3 separate regions of the Mus musculus genome follow, and all the other regions are linked to region 2. A link is a contact called in public HiChIP or PLAC-seq and promoter capture Hi-C data. All regions are on one chromosome and are shown on one strand. The core of a region is the stretch at or near the end of the contact, and the rest is flanking DNA. Distances in the headings are between cores, read along the strand shown.

Evidence for each region. HiChIP or PLAC-seq counts read pairs in DNA pulled down with a chosen protein or histone mark. Capture Hi-C pulls out chosen DNA fragments and counts their contacts.
Region 1: a contact with region 2 is called in a promoter capture Hi-C map of adipose tissue. The contact joins the promoter of Gipc2 here to the promoter of Usp33 in region 2. A contact is called at or near these places in 1 of 484 Hi-C or Micro-C datasets (embryonic stem cells), 2 of 115 datasets of contacts at active chromatin or transcription factors (embryonic limb bud and pancreatic cancer cells) and 3 of 9 other capture datasets (adipose tissue, liver and pancreatic islet).
Region 3: a contact with region 2 is called in an H3K4me3 HiChIP or PLAC-seq map of bone marrow-derived macrophages, with 3 times the contacts expected there. The contact joins the enhancer-like site here to the promoter of Usp33 in region 2. A contact is called at or near these places in 4 of 484 Hi-C or Micro-C datasets (LSK cells, myeloid progenitors, palatal mesenchyme and 1 more), 4 of 115 datasets of contacts at active chromatin or transcription factors (bone marrow-derived macrophages, cardiomyocytes, embryonic stem cells and 1 more) and 3 of 9 other capture datasets (adipose tissue, liver and macrophages).

The regions. Positions count from the first base shown.
Region 1 is chr3:152,163,076-152,167,549 of GRCm38.p6, forward strand. It overlaps Gipc2 (GIPC PDZ domain containing family, member 2), which reads right to left and starts at 2,825. Exons shown (of 6, transcript NM_016867.1): 1 at 2,573-2,825. The coding sequence starts at 2,812.
Region 2 is chr3:152,344,188-152,348,352 of GRCm38.p6, forward strand. Usp33 (ubiquitin specific peptidase 33) reads left to right here and starts at 2,291. Exons shown (of 24, transcript NM_133247.3): 1 at 2,291-2,452.
Region 3 is chr3:152,119,807-152,124,404 of GRCm38.p6, forward strand. The region is part of intron 3 of Gipc2 (GIPC PDZ domain containing family, member 2); the gene reads right to left. Among named protein-coding and RNA genes, the nearest start is that of Gm40179, 15 kb to the left of the region's middle. Within about 2 kb of position 2,440, at least 192 of the 459 cell types and tissues checked have an H3K27ac peak or open chromatin away from gene starts, as enhancers often do. A contact at or near this core is called in LSK cells, adipose tissue, bone marrow-derived macrophages and 5 more, where this site is marked.

The DNA of each region.
Region 1 (4,474 bases), core at 1,575-4,074, 180 kb before region 2:
TGTGCTAAGGCTGAGCCACCCCACAACTAGAAATAGGTGTTTTGTTTTGTTTTTTTTTTCAGTAAATAACACAATCTTGGGGGTCAAAGTGTGAACAAATATCCTGTGACAAAGTATGATTTCGAATATGAAGCTCAAAGCCCTAGTTCCCTCTTTGTGAAGCAAGAGCACAATAATACTTCTTAGGGACTAAGTAGATTGGATGAAGTCATGTATCTTTAGCTCAGGGTCGTGTATTCATGATAAGGAAAGGGGCTCCTGGAAAGTTCTCTAAGTCTGGAGTCCCTGGTTACAGGAGAGAGTTTAAAGCTCACCGGTGTTACACTAACACTCTCACTAGCTTGGAAACCAGAGGACTCAAGCACAAATAGCAGCCTCGCTTCTTTCCTCCCAAGCTGACCTTGGTCAACGCCCAACCTCTTGTACGTCAGCCATTTGTTTAACTGGCCTGTATCAACGGTATTAATTACAGTTTTTAGAGCACCAGTGTAACCTGTTAGGTTTACATGCAGACCCCTCCCATCTGAAGGACCGCCTAGCTGATAGATATCCTTATCTCCACCCGGGTAGGTAGTTGATGCTAAAAAGAAGTCAACCTCGGCCAAGGCTACCCAGCTACTGAGAGTCAGTGGAGCCTGGATTCACAGTCGATCACACCTGGTTAAGCTGCCGTCTACCTCACCCGGGGGAGGTGAGAGGCAAGTGTTATTTGAAAGCACTTTTTCAGTTGAACATCCCTATACAAGCACTGTGTTATGGCAATCCTACGCTAAAATAAATAATTCACAACAAAAAGACTTTGTGATTTGCCCTTAGAGCCTGGGAACCCTGAAAGAACAAAGACTAGCATTTTAAAAACTCCTTTCTTGGGGCTGGAGAGATGGATCAAGGGTTAGGAGCACTGAATGGTCTTTCAGACAGCTCTGATTTGATTCCCAGCACCCAGGGCTGCTGACAGCCCTCTAACTCCAGTTCTAGAGAATCAGACTGGACAGACACATGCAAACAAAACACCCCCACACATAAAGCAATTTTCTTAAATCTCAAAAAAAAAAAATTAAAAAAAAAACCCTCTTTTCTTATTGAAACCTCGCCTTGACCTCAATTTCATTTAAACAGACCTAATAAACAACTAATTTAAAAATAAAAAAATAAGAAAACACCGGACATGTAACAGCAGAACAGATGTATGTAGGCCACGCTCTGACAAGAAGTTGCTCTCAGCCGGGAGTGGTGGCGCACGCCTTTAATCCCAGCACTTGGGAGGCAGAGGCAGGCGGATTTCTGAGTTCGAGGCCAGCCTGGTCTACAAAGTGAGTTCCAGGACAGCCAGGGCTACACAGAGAAACCCTGTCTCGAAAAACAAACAAAAGAAGTTGCTCTCTACAACTTCTGAAAGCCCACAGCAAAAGCCTGAGAGCCTAAAGAGACAGGGTGTGCGCATGCGCACACCCATATTTCGAGTTCCCCGGCAAGAGCACCTACACTCACACAAAAATGAACAAAATATTTCCATGTGTGTAGCTGCTAGTAGAAGCCAGCGGACAGTCCTGAGCATTGCTTCTTAGACTCTGTTCGCTTTTTTTTTTTTTTTTTCTTAAAAACAAGTTCTCTCACAATCCTGAAACATACCAAGTAGACTAGGCTGGTTCAAGCCCATCCCCTAGGCACTGGGGTTACCACTGTGCGTTTTTGTTTTGTTTTGTTTTGTTTTGTTTTGTTTTTGTTTTTGTTTTTTCTGATGAGTTCAGGAATTTGAGCTCGAGTCTTTTGCTGCAGCTCCGAAATATTTCACACCTGCATTTGCAGGTAGCTCTCTTGAGTAAGCACAAAAGGGCCCACAAAAACCCCCATAGACTAACGCATCCAAAATAGGACCTATGGCAACTCCGGCTTCAGGCATCAAATAATCAACCTACTTATGTTTCTTGGTCTCTTTTCAAAGATACCTTGGAAAAAATGAAGCTGAGCTCTTCCGTGAAAACTGTGTTTGCTAGTTGGAGAGTTTGCTATGATTTTCTGAGTTACTTCCTTTGGAATAACAGCCCATGTTTTACATTTCTTACATATTAACACCGAAACGGTTCGTTCTGGAGGCGTCCAGTGGAGAGCAAACGAAGCTTCACGTTGTACCCACCGAGAGGTCTTTCCTCCTCCCTGTGGTGTGTCCAGGGAGGCACTTTCCCCCTCCTATTTAACACCGGTTAGACTCCCAGTGCAGCTCTCTGACAGAAAGCCTAAGAGTAAAGTCCAAGTCCTGTGGAAGGCATTAATTTGTTCCAGCAGATCTGCGTCCGGGAAGGTGCTGGCGCACATCCTATCCTGCGAGACTAGACCTGAGCAAGTCTACAGCAGACTCCTTAACAAAAGAAAACTCAGTCGCCTTGACCCCAGTGACCCACAAGCCGGATCTGAGCGGATAGTTTCATCCGGTCCCAGGACTGGGCTTTCCACCACCAAGCTCTCTTCCCCTGAGGCGCTGGGGACCGACCCCACCCTGCTGGCTACCTGAAGCTCGGGAACTGCTGCGCAGCCAGCTTGGTTGGAGGACAGGCTGTGCCCCTGTGCTTACCTCGGATGGCGCGATCTCGAACACGCCGGCAATCTTGGCGTAGAGCTCGCTGATGCTGGAGAAGTCCTCCACTCGGCCCGTGGCGCTGCCGTGCGCCAGCTGTGCGTGGAACACCAGCTTGCGTGCCGGAGCTGGGGGTCCGGGGACACCCTGGCTGCCACTGGATCTCTCGCCCTCCACCAGCCTCGCGGCCTCCTTGGACTTGGCCGCCTTCTTCTTCCCGCGCAGTCCAAGCGGCATCTTGCAGGTCCCAGGGCGTGGACCACCTGCGCTGCGGCGCAAGCTCCCTGGCCTCGGACAGCGGACTTTGCGCTTGGGGGCCCGGCTCCGCGCAGGTGACAGCGGCTGCTGGGCCAATGGTAGCAGCGCTTCCGCCTAGCGGCGCGGGCTTCAGGTCCCCTCCCTGTGAAGGACAGGGCACCTGAGCCGGGCAGCTACCTACTCAGGCAGAAGGAAAGCTGTGCACGAGTCAACCCCCTTCTAGACTCAGACCTCCTCTCAGTGAAAAGGAATTGGTTTGTATGAAGGGCCGGGGATGCTATAACAAAGGGCCTTTGCTCGCGGACCGGCCTTACCTTGCCTTGCCTTTCAGAATCTGGGCGCTCAACTGGGCGTGGTGGTTCAATGATTTCAGCACTGTTAAGGCTGGGACAGGATAATTGCAATGGTTGGAGGCTAGCCTGGCCTACAGAGTGAGTCCGTCTCAAACACACACCCACGACCAAAGCCCCTCAAATTATAATATTTACAGGAAAACGAAAGGATGGAGAGAGGACATTATTATGTTAAATAGAGTAGGCCAGATTCAAAGAGAAAAATGTTGCCTGTTTTTCTTCTCCTGTGTAGAATCTACATGTGTCGGGGAACATGCAAACAGAAAAGGAACATGAGAGAGGCTTGGGGTTGTGGAATGCATCTGACAGGAAAGTAGGGAGGGGGAGGGGTTCCAGAGAGAGCGGGGGGGGGGGGGAGACATCGAAACAGACAATAACGACCTGTGCGCATGAAAACGCCATAAGCAAACTCATAACTTTGTGTGCTAATCTTAAAAAAAAAAAAAATGTAGTAGACAGAGCATTCGGCCACATTTGGGCAACCCCAGCCAGACTTGTGTAGCAGCCAGCCTTCCTCGCCATCTAAGCAAAGGAGGTCACACGAGTCAAGTCAAATACTCCAGCCATTCCCGCAGCCCCTCTCTCTAGCCTGTTCCTCTCGGAAGGCCTGCTTTCTCCCCTAGGTTTTCAACACTCCCAAGTCCATTGTTCCACATCCTAAGAGAAGCTCTCTCCTATTCTTCAGAGAGCTGAAGCCATTCACTGAGTTGTGCCTGCCCTCAACTCCCCATGCCTCATCAGTAATTCTATCCACCTCACTTCTCTAAGCGCTGAAGCAATCCTTCATCTGACCCCATCTGATTTCTCCACTCAAGGGGCTCTCTTTAAGAAAAAAAAAGGGGGGGGGGACATATGCAAACGCACGCACGTGTGTGTGTGTGTGTGTGTGTGTGTGTGTGTGCGCGCGCGCGCGCGCGCGCGCGGGTTCGTGCACACACTCTCGAGTGCTGCTGTGCTTGCCAGGGCATTTGGCCCAAGCGTTTCTGGGATTTCTCCGTTCTCACCTCCCTTCCCGTGCTGGGCGCGCTGTGATTGCAGACCTCTGTGCTACTGTAACAGGCTTTATAAGGGTCCGGGAAATCCTAGTTCAGGCCTTACGCTTGAGCAAGCAGTCTTTACCCATGGAGCCATCTCCCTAGCCCAAGGCTGTCTGCTTTAAGTTACCCATTGATTTCTTCCTCAGCCCCTGGGGCCACTGATGGGCACCGCAACTTTATTCCCAAGTCCCTCATCCTCGCTGTTTCCTCAGGCTGCTTCGTTTTCTACAAAGAAGCATTTGCTGTTAGCT
Region 2 (4,165 bases), core at 1,041-3,540:
ATTCCCCTGCCTCAGAAACTCCCTCACAGTCATCCCCCTGCCTCAGAAACTTTTTTTTTTTTTTTTTGGTTTTTTAAGACAGGGTTTCTCTGTGTAGCCCTGGCTGTCCTGGAACTCACTCTGTAGACCAGGCTGGCCTTGAACTCAGAAATCTACCCGCCTCTGCCTCCCAAGTGCTGGGATTAAAGGTGTGCGCCACCACTGCCCGGCCACCTTAGCTTTCTTGCGTGATAGATTATGCCCTCTTATTTCATGGGCCAAAAATAAAATGGAAAAAAAATTTCTCTTAAATTGCTCCTGGTGATTCATGCCTTTAATCTCACAAGTCAGGAGGGAGAGCTCAAGGCTAGCCTGGGCTACATAACAAGACCCTGACTTAAAAACAAAACACAGTAGTTACAAAGCACTGGCTGCTCTTCTAAAGGAATTGTGTTCGATTCTTTGACCCCATAGGTGACTCACAACCATCAATAACTCTAGTCTTGGGACCCAAGACCTTCTTCTGGCTTCCTAGGGCACCGGTTATTAAGATTATACACAGACATATATGTAGACAAAGCACCCATACAAATCAATCAATCAGTCAATCAATCAATCCTCCAAAAATAAACCCCACCTTTACAGTAAAAGTGCACACTGAGGACCTCTGTCTTCTGGGCAGCTCGTGGCGGCTGCCATCTTGAAATCAGAAAGCAGTAGTTAGCAGCATGAACCCTCACATCCTGTGCCCGTTAGCATTTCCCCATGGACACAATGGCGGGCACCCAGGCTTATGCAGCACCTCCTATCTCTGAGGGTATAAATGTAGTTAACAATGCTGGAGGCATGGGAGAGACTCATTGTTGGTATAGCTACCCTTAAGTGGTCTATGCTTGAATGACCCCCAATTAAAACACTTATTTGGCCTGATGTTGTTATATCTGGGTAAATAAAAATGAATTTCCTGGGGAAAACCATTCAATAAAAATTGAAAGCCGGGTGTGGTGGCACACGCCTTTAATCCCAGCACTCGGGAGGCAGAGGCAGGTGGATTTCTAAGTTCGAGGGCAGCCTGGTCTACAAAGTGAGTTCCAGATCAACCAGGGCTATACAGTGAAACCCTGTCTCGAAAAAAAAAAATGACAATATTACTGATTTGGATATCAGTGAAAGCAAACGAGCAATATCTGGAGTAGGCCGAGGGTAGAGTGGTGGTAACCATGGGGCCTCCCACACAGCTTCATTCCCTTGCGCCAAGCCCCAGACAGCAAGGAGTATCATGGTTAACATCCTCTGATTCCACTAGCAGAATAATTAGAAGCCCTCAGATTAGTCGCCTGCTTCTGATGGAGACTGGCATTTTGCACAATATTTAGATACATGCTCCCAACCAACTTTGGGGTTAATCATATAGACATGTCTTACTCTGTAATCCAGGCTAGCCTCAAACTCACAATCCTGCCACAGCCTCCCAAGTGCTGGCTTTACCGGGGTACACCACCATGCCCAGCTGACAAACTTTTTCAGCTTTGCAGTTTGAATTCACATATTATAAAATCAAACAGTGAGGGGCTAAAAAGATGACTCCTGGTTAGGACCACTGGCTGCTCTTCCAGAGGACACTGGTTCAATCCCCAGCACCCAGAAGGCAGTTTAGTTCACAGTTGTTTGTAACTCCAGATACAATGGATCCGACATCTTCACTGAGATATGCATGCAGGCAAAACACCAATGCATATAATAGAAATAATTGGAAAAATATTAAAAAGTGAATGTAACAGTCACATAAGTGGAAGGTTTTTTTTTTTTTTCCTATTGCTCTAAGTACCAAGAAGATCTCAAGGTTTCAGTAACTATTTCATTTGATCTTGATTTAACCTAGTGGAAAATGGTAGAGATTAATTTCTTCTTTGTATATATGGCAAAGAGAAATGCATTTGCTTCCAGAAAATGTAGGTCTTAAAGGAGTTATTAGAAAAGCAAGGTTTAGGACTAGCCTCACACTGCAGCCCAGACTGGCTTCGAAGTTACCGCAATCCTCCTGCCCCAGCCTTGAGCTAGCCACTTCATATTGCAAACTTCAGACCTTTCTGAGGCTTTCCGTACTGCGGAGTTTATAATGCACCGCGACGAGACCTTGGGAAGCTGTCTTGTGACTGCAGAGGGTGGGAGAATAGGAATAAAAGCAGAAATGCGGCCGAAGTGGTGTACACGTCAGCTCAGGTTGCCTGTCTAGCACAGGCCTAGCGGAGAACCGAGGCCAGGCCCGAGGCCCCGCCCCGGGGCGTGTCTCCCCAAGGTCCCGCCCCCAGACGCCCGCAGCGGCCGCGGAGACACCGGAAGGAGCGGCGGCTGCCGAGGGAAGCGTCGGGCAGCGGTCGGGTTCTGCGGGCCGCGCTGCGGAACCGTTTTGCGGCCCTGCGGATCCGAGCGCTCAGGCTCCGAGGAGGAGTGCGCTGGGCGGCGGGCTGAGGTGAGCGCGGCGGACGGGCGGGCGGGCGTGCGGCGGCGGCGGGCCGGAGGGAGGGCGGGCGCGGCCGGGCTGAGGCTCGCCCCGGCGCGCGGCCCGGGCGGCTCGGTGGTCAGGGATCCGGGTCGGGGGGCGCGACCTGTGCGCGCCGCCCCGTTATTCATTGCTACGAACGGGAAAACCGAGGTGTCACCGTCCCAGTGGCGTGTCTTCGGCCGACGCAGCGTTTGGGTCGAGTCCAGTCGTAGCGTCTGTCGGTCGCAGCTTTTGTTCGGGTCACATTTCCACGGTGTGAGTGCTTTCCCAAGCGCTCAAGCATTTTTCAAATACAAAATGCTCCTCGTCGGAAAATTCGTCATGTTGACCTGTTAGGCAATGTGATTGATTTGATTGCCTTAGGGGCTTTGCACACAACTGAAGATTAGGGTTTACATTCTGTCGGAATCAGTATTAGGCCTGCGAAATGGAGCCAGGGGCTGACATCCTGGCTGGAGCAGAGTCTAACTAAACTGAAGACGCGTTTTACCAAAGGTCTCGAGACTTAGTGCTTAATGTAGAATTCTAGAATGTTCTCTCTCTCTCTCTCTCTCTTTTTTCTTCTTTAAATTTTTTCGAGACAGTCCAATGTCTGGCCTCCCAAGTCCTGATCCTCCTGCCTCCATCTCCCAAGTTGCTGGGATTCCAAATGTATTGCCACCATGTCATGCCAGATATTTTTTTGTTTGATCTGACAATTTTTTTCTTTACGAAAAACCTGTTACCAAAGATAATGAGAGTCAGGGTAGACTGCTCAAGCCTAGAGATGCCTTTGGCAGAAGATAACATTTGGAAGGTGGAGGAAGGTAGAGAAGGACTTCCAGGCTAGCCTAGGCTACAGGAGCCCCCATTTCAAAGCAAGCAAGCAAGCAAGCAAGCAAACCAAAGAGGCAGGGGAGGGGAGGGAGAGGGAGAGAATGAGACCATTTCTCCGAGTGTCTTCTGTGGTTGAGGGTGCAGTTGTATCTTATGGAAAGGTCAGAGCAAATCCGATGATTGCAGCAGGCTATTTGATCTTATGAATGCTGGCAGTGAGTTTGTACTGTTAATATAAGTATGGAAGAATGAAAATTTTATAACTTGTTTCAGTAACTTATACTATGCCGATAGTTTTGTTATTTCATTTACTTTGGCAAGATGAGAAAAACTACACAAATATACATGGGGGCTATATTTATGATTGCATGCTATTTTTTTTTTTTTTTTTTGGTTTTTCGAGACAGGGTTTCTCTGTGTAGCCCTGGCTGTCCTGGCACTCACTTTGTAGACCAGGCTGGCCTTGAACCCAGAAATCCGCCTGCCTCTGCCTCCCGAGTGCTGGGATTAAAGGCGTGTGCCACCACGCCCGGCTTGCATGCTATTTTTTGATCTGCATTGCCAGTTTTCAGTTACTTTCCTTTTTAGTTCATGTAGTATATGAATAAGCAAATCTCTCCACATAGTTGCAGCAAGTAGGTGATTTGCTGTTTTCAGGATCCTTTCACTTACAAAATCTTACTTGATTCTGTTCCTGTCCTCTGACGAATGCCAAATAGCCTTTTCCCAAGTCAGAGTTTCAAGCTTGTGTAAGGATCAGCCTTTCCTTCTGAAACAATATTGCCAAACCAGCCTGTACTAGAAATTAGAATTCAGGTGGATTAAGGCTGAGCCAGGTCGTGGTGATATGCACCCCTTTAATCC
Region 3 (4,598 bases), core at 1,190-3,689, 220 kb before region 2:
TGGTCCTGTGGAGGCTTGATGACCCAGGAGAGGGGAACGCTAGAGCATTGAGGCAGGAGTGGGTAGGCGAGTTGGGGAGCACCTCATAGAGGCAGGGGGAGGACATAGGGGGCTTGTGGGGGGGGGACTGGGAAGGGGAACAACATTTGAACTGAAAATAGAATAACCACTTTTTAAAAAAGAAAAAAAGAATCAAGGAAAAGATGCAAACACCAGTGTCTTGGCTCAGAGTTTTTGTCTTCCCTTCATCGTATTTCAATCACACATCCAGTAAGCGTTACTACTGTTAGTAAGATTAGTAGCTTCTTAGTGTATTTGCCTCTTTATCCAAATGTAAACGCCTGGGGACAGTACACAGTGACTCAGCATGGCAGTAGTCAGGAAGCAGGCTCTGGTCACTGTGACCTTCTCGCAGAGACCCTGGGAAAACAGCTTTAAGTTTAGAATGACTGTGGGGATTGGATGGTTTTTTTTTTGCTTATAAAAGTAGATGGGAGAGATGGCTCAGGGGATAACAGCACTTCTATTTAAGTATGAAGAGCTTAGTTCAAATCCCCAGCACCTACATAAGGAAGCCAAGCATGGCTACACAGGGTTGGGGGACAGAGACAGGCAGAGGACAGGAGCTCCATGACGAGCGAGCCTAGCTGAAACTGTGAGCTTTGGGTTCAGTGAGAGACCCTGGGCTAAGAAACAAGGCAGAGTGTATAAGAGATACTCACTGTCCTCCTCTGGTCTCCATAAGTAAACCACACTCATATGAACGTTCCCCTCACACATGTATTACACACAGAGAGAGACAGAGACAGAGACAGAGACAGAGACAGAGACAGAGACAGAGACAGAGACAGAGAGATCCCTTACAAAAGTGAATGGTTGCTGCCATCATGATATATTGCTAGGACCTGAGGTGAGGCAGCAGCAGTTTTTAACAAGCGTCTGTTCTCACCCGCTCTGCTGTCCCTGTGTCCTGTAAGTTCCTCTGTTGCTAAAATTACTCCTTGCAGAAAAGCTACACCCTTGCAGTGACTGCACAGGCTGAAGGGTCCTTGTCTGAAATCTTGGGGTCAGAAGTGTTTCAGCTATCAGGTTTTCAGATCTGGGGCCAGCTACATGTGTATGATAGGGTATCCTGGGACACTCAAACTTTATTGGCATTTCATATACCTCTAACTCACAACCTGAAGGCCACCATGAACATTATTTTTGATGCACCTGTGTTCTTACTGTGGCCCAACCCATTGGGACAGGTATGGGATTTTCCATTCCTAGTCAGGCCTGGTGCTCAAGAACTGGCAGTTAGGAAACATTTCTGATTTTAGATTTTGAGATAAGGGACGCTTAACCTGTGATAACAGCTAACTATTATTGAAGATTTGATGTATTAAGGACTACCGTACCACTTTTCCAGTGTAGTCTTCACAACAGACTAATGTGGTCAAGTCTAATCGGCATCTTTACTTTTGGTGTAGGGAAGCCAAGGCACAGAAAGGTTAAGAAATTCACTCACTCGTTCTCACACACTCAGCACCTGGCAGAGTGACAGACCTAAGTATTCATCTCATCTCCTGTCAGTTATTTCATATTTGTCCAGGGTAGTTTATAGAGTCCAGAGAACACAACAAACAAGCCAAAGTATTTGTAGTTGAATTTTTTACACTAAATGTAGCATGAATAGTCGACATCATCTTCTGAAGATCTGTGTAGCGTCTCTGTAATACGAGCACTTAGAAAGCAGAAGCCAGGGAATTGGCTCTGCAAAACTGGGGCCAGCCTGGTCTACGTAGTGAGCAGCAGGCCAGCCAGGGCTACATAGTGAGACCCTAAGAAGGGAGAAGAGGAAGGGAATGCAGGGGTTGTTTTTTTTTTTTTTTTAATGTTTGAAGTTTAGGAAGTTGTGTGATGGAAGGAGCATTTTTCTCCTCAGGTTTTCAGGGCAGCGTTTGGAAAGCTGAGTGAGCTAATGCAGGGCTGCTGCGTCATCTCCCGCTGTGTCACTCCAACAGTGTGTAACCACACTGTTCCACATACTTAACATCCCATTCTGATGGGTACATGTCGCAGAAAGGAAGCCTCTAAAAGCAGACCTGCTACAAAGCCTAAATACCCCCCAAAATCTAACCCCCAGATGTCTTAAGAGGAAACCATTTCCTCCCAACTCCCCTTCTGACTTGGAAAACACAGATCTCCTTCTGGGAGCCTCCGATCTCAAAGGGTAATAGTCACATATCTCCAGGATAAGACTCATTTAAGCAAAACACAAAGACCCTTAGCCCCAGTAGTTATGCCCACTACAGTTCAAAGGTCTCCTGGGAAAAGAAACTGGTCAGACTGGTCTGGTTTCAAGAGTCATTTCAACAGGGTTTCAACAGGGTTACACAGCTGAGGACAGTCTGGGTTTTCAGTGAGCAGGGGTTGAGCTCATTGTGAAAGCTATGTCCCTTTACACTGGCACAAGGAGAAAGGAAATGAGCCAGGCCCTAAAAAATATCTTTGGAGACGTTGCAGCCAGCACGTGATAAGGGCTGGCAGGCTGCCATGACAAGGGCATAGAAGACTCCAGCTCAGGAAAGAAAAGCGGATCAGATAGCAACTAACCAGGGGAAATCACGTCAGGTATGGGGAAGGCGTCACCTCACCCTTCCAACAGAAAGAAGTCCTCCTCCGAGCAGCTTTCAGTACTATGGTTTTGCTGTGACTCTCCGTGAGAAACGGATACACGCTAATGTATAATATGCACTATTAATACACACAAACAAACATACATAACTGAAACAGACCCGTGTTTGTAACAAATAAAGTTTTCCCTGGGGCTGGGAATGGAGCTGTTAGTAGAGTGCTATGGAGCACACATGAGACTCTGGTTCGAATCCCTAGCACTGCAGAAACAGCATATTAGTACACAGTTGTGACTCTAGCTCTTGGGAGGTAGAGGCAGAAGGCTCAGAAGGTTCAAGATCATTCTGGTGGTTTGGGTGGGAACGGCCCCCAGAGGTTCATAGATGTGACTGCTTAGTCATCAGCTCATAGATTTGAATGCTTAGTCATCAGGGAGTGGTAGCGGGAGTCATTAGGAGTGCCCAGTCAGGGTGGGTGTGGCATTGTTGGAGGAAGTGTGTCTCTAGGAGGTTGGGCTTTGAGATTTCAAGAGCCCAAGCTAAACACAGTGCCACTCTCGTCCTGTTGCTCTGGATCCAGACAGAGAACTCTCAGCTCCTCCTGGCACCATGTCAGCTTGCACACTGCCATGCTTCCCACCAATGGACTAAACTCTGAACCAATAAATCAGCCCCAATTAAATGCTTCCCTTTATAAGGGTTGCCATGGTCATGGTGATTCTGCACACAATGGAAACCCTAAGATAGAGTGTGTTTTCAGCCCTGCTCTGAGTAGGTGGCTGGTCCTACTAGTGACGGGACTGCTGACCAGCACAGAAGATTCCCAAGGATATGTTTTATAGTGGCCTTTACTCCTCCCTGAGCTCCAAAGCCCAGGGGATCTGCTCTTAGGAAGAGTGGCCTACAGTCACCTACAGCCTCCCTTTGGCCGTCCTCACTATGCTAGCTCCTTTTCCTTCTGCTGCGTGGATGCTGGCATTTCCCATGAAGCTCCGTTTACTGTCCTCTGTCTTCACGCTGAATGAGTAGATTTTTTTCCCCAGAGTATTAGAGTCCAGTCATTCATAAAACCCTTCTTCTAGGCTTCAGTCCTCAATGCCCACAGCCTTGCACAACTGGACTGTCTTTATAGATTTCAAACACATGAGATCCCAAAATATACTTCTTATCTCTCTTCCCTGTCTCCTTTCTAAATCTTCCCCATCTCACCTCATCTCAAAGAATCCCTCAACCAACCCATAAATCTATTGATTATTTGCAAGTCTTATTCCTTTATCTCTGCAGTCAACAGAGTTTACAATCCAACCTTCATGACATTTAGGAATATGCAATAAATATTCGACAGTCAACTCTCTAAATAAAAGTTCTGTCTTGGGCTGGGGAGGTAGCTTGATTGTAGGGTGTTTAGTATGTCCTGGGATTGTCCCCAAAACCATGTCTTGTGGCATTTGCCTACTTAAAGGTATAAATAACCCACTCTTATGATTTATAAGCAGTCAAGTCTGTCCCATGGCAGGAATGGTATCTATAAATGGTTCTTCCATAGCGTTAGCTGTTCCTCCAAGCCATTTCTCGTCTCCACACCTGTGGGACCAGCCTTAGTTCAGGATTCTGTCTTCTCCACAGCTAATGCAATATGATCTCTCTGATTTCCTGACTTCAACATCAAATCCTATATGTTCATTGATACAGTCTCAGTTATCATTCTGAAATCCAGGGCCCACCATGCTACGGCCTCTTATACACCATCCTGGGTTCTCCATGGACCACTCCCTGTCTTCAGAGATCAGGGTTTTGATAATGTGGACTTTCCTGACACTTGGTTTTCATTTCTGACACACTGGTGTGTGCAGCACTCTCAAATACACAATGGCCCATACTGAGCCCATTCTGCTCCTGTTCCCTGGGTCAACTTTCTCCAGGAAGTGTACAGAGCAAGCACCTGGCCACCTCTCAGGTGTAGCTCAAAACCCTTCTTTC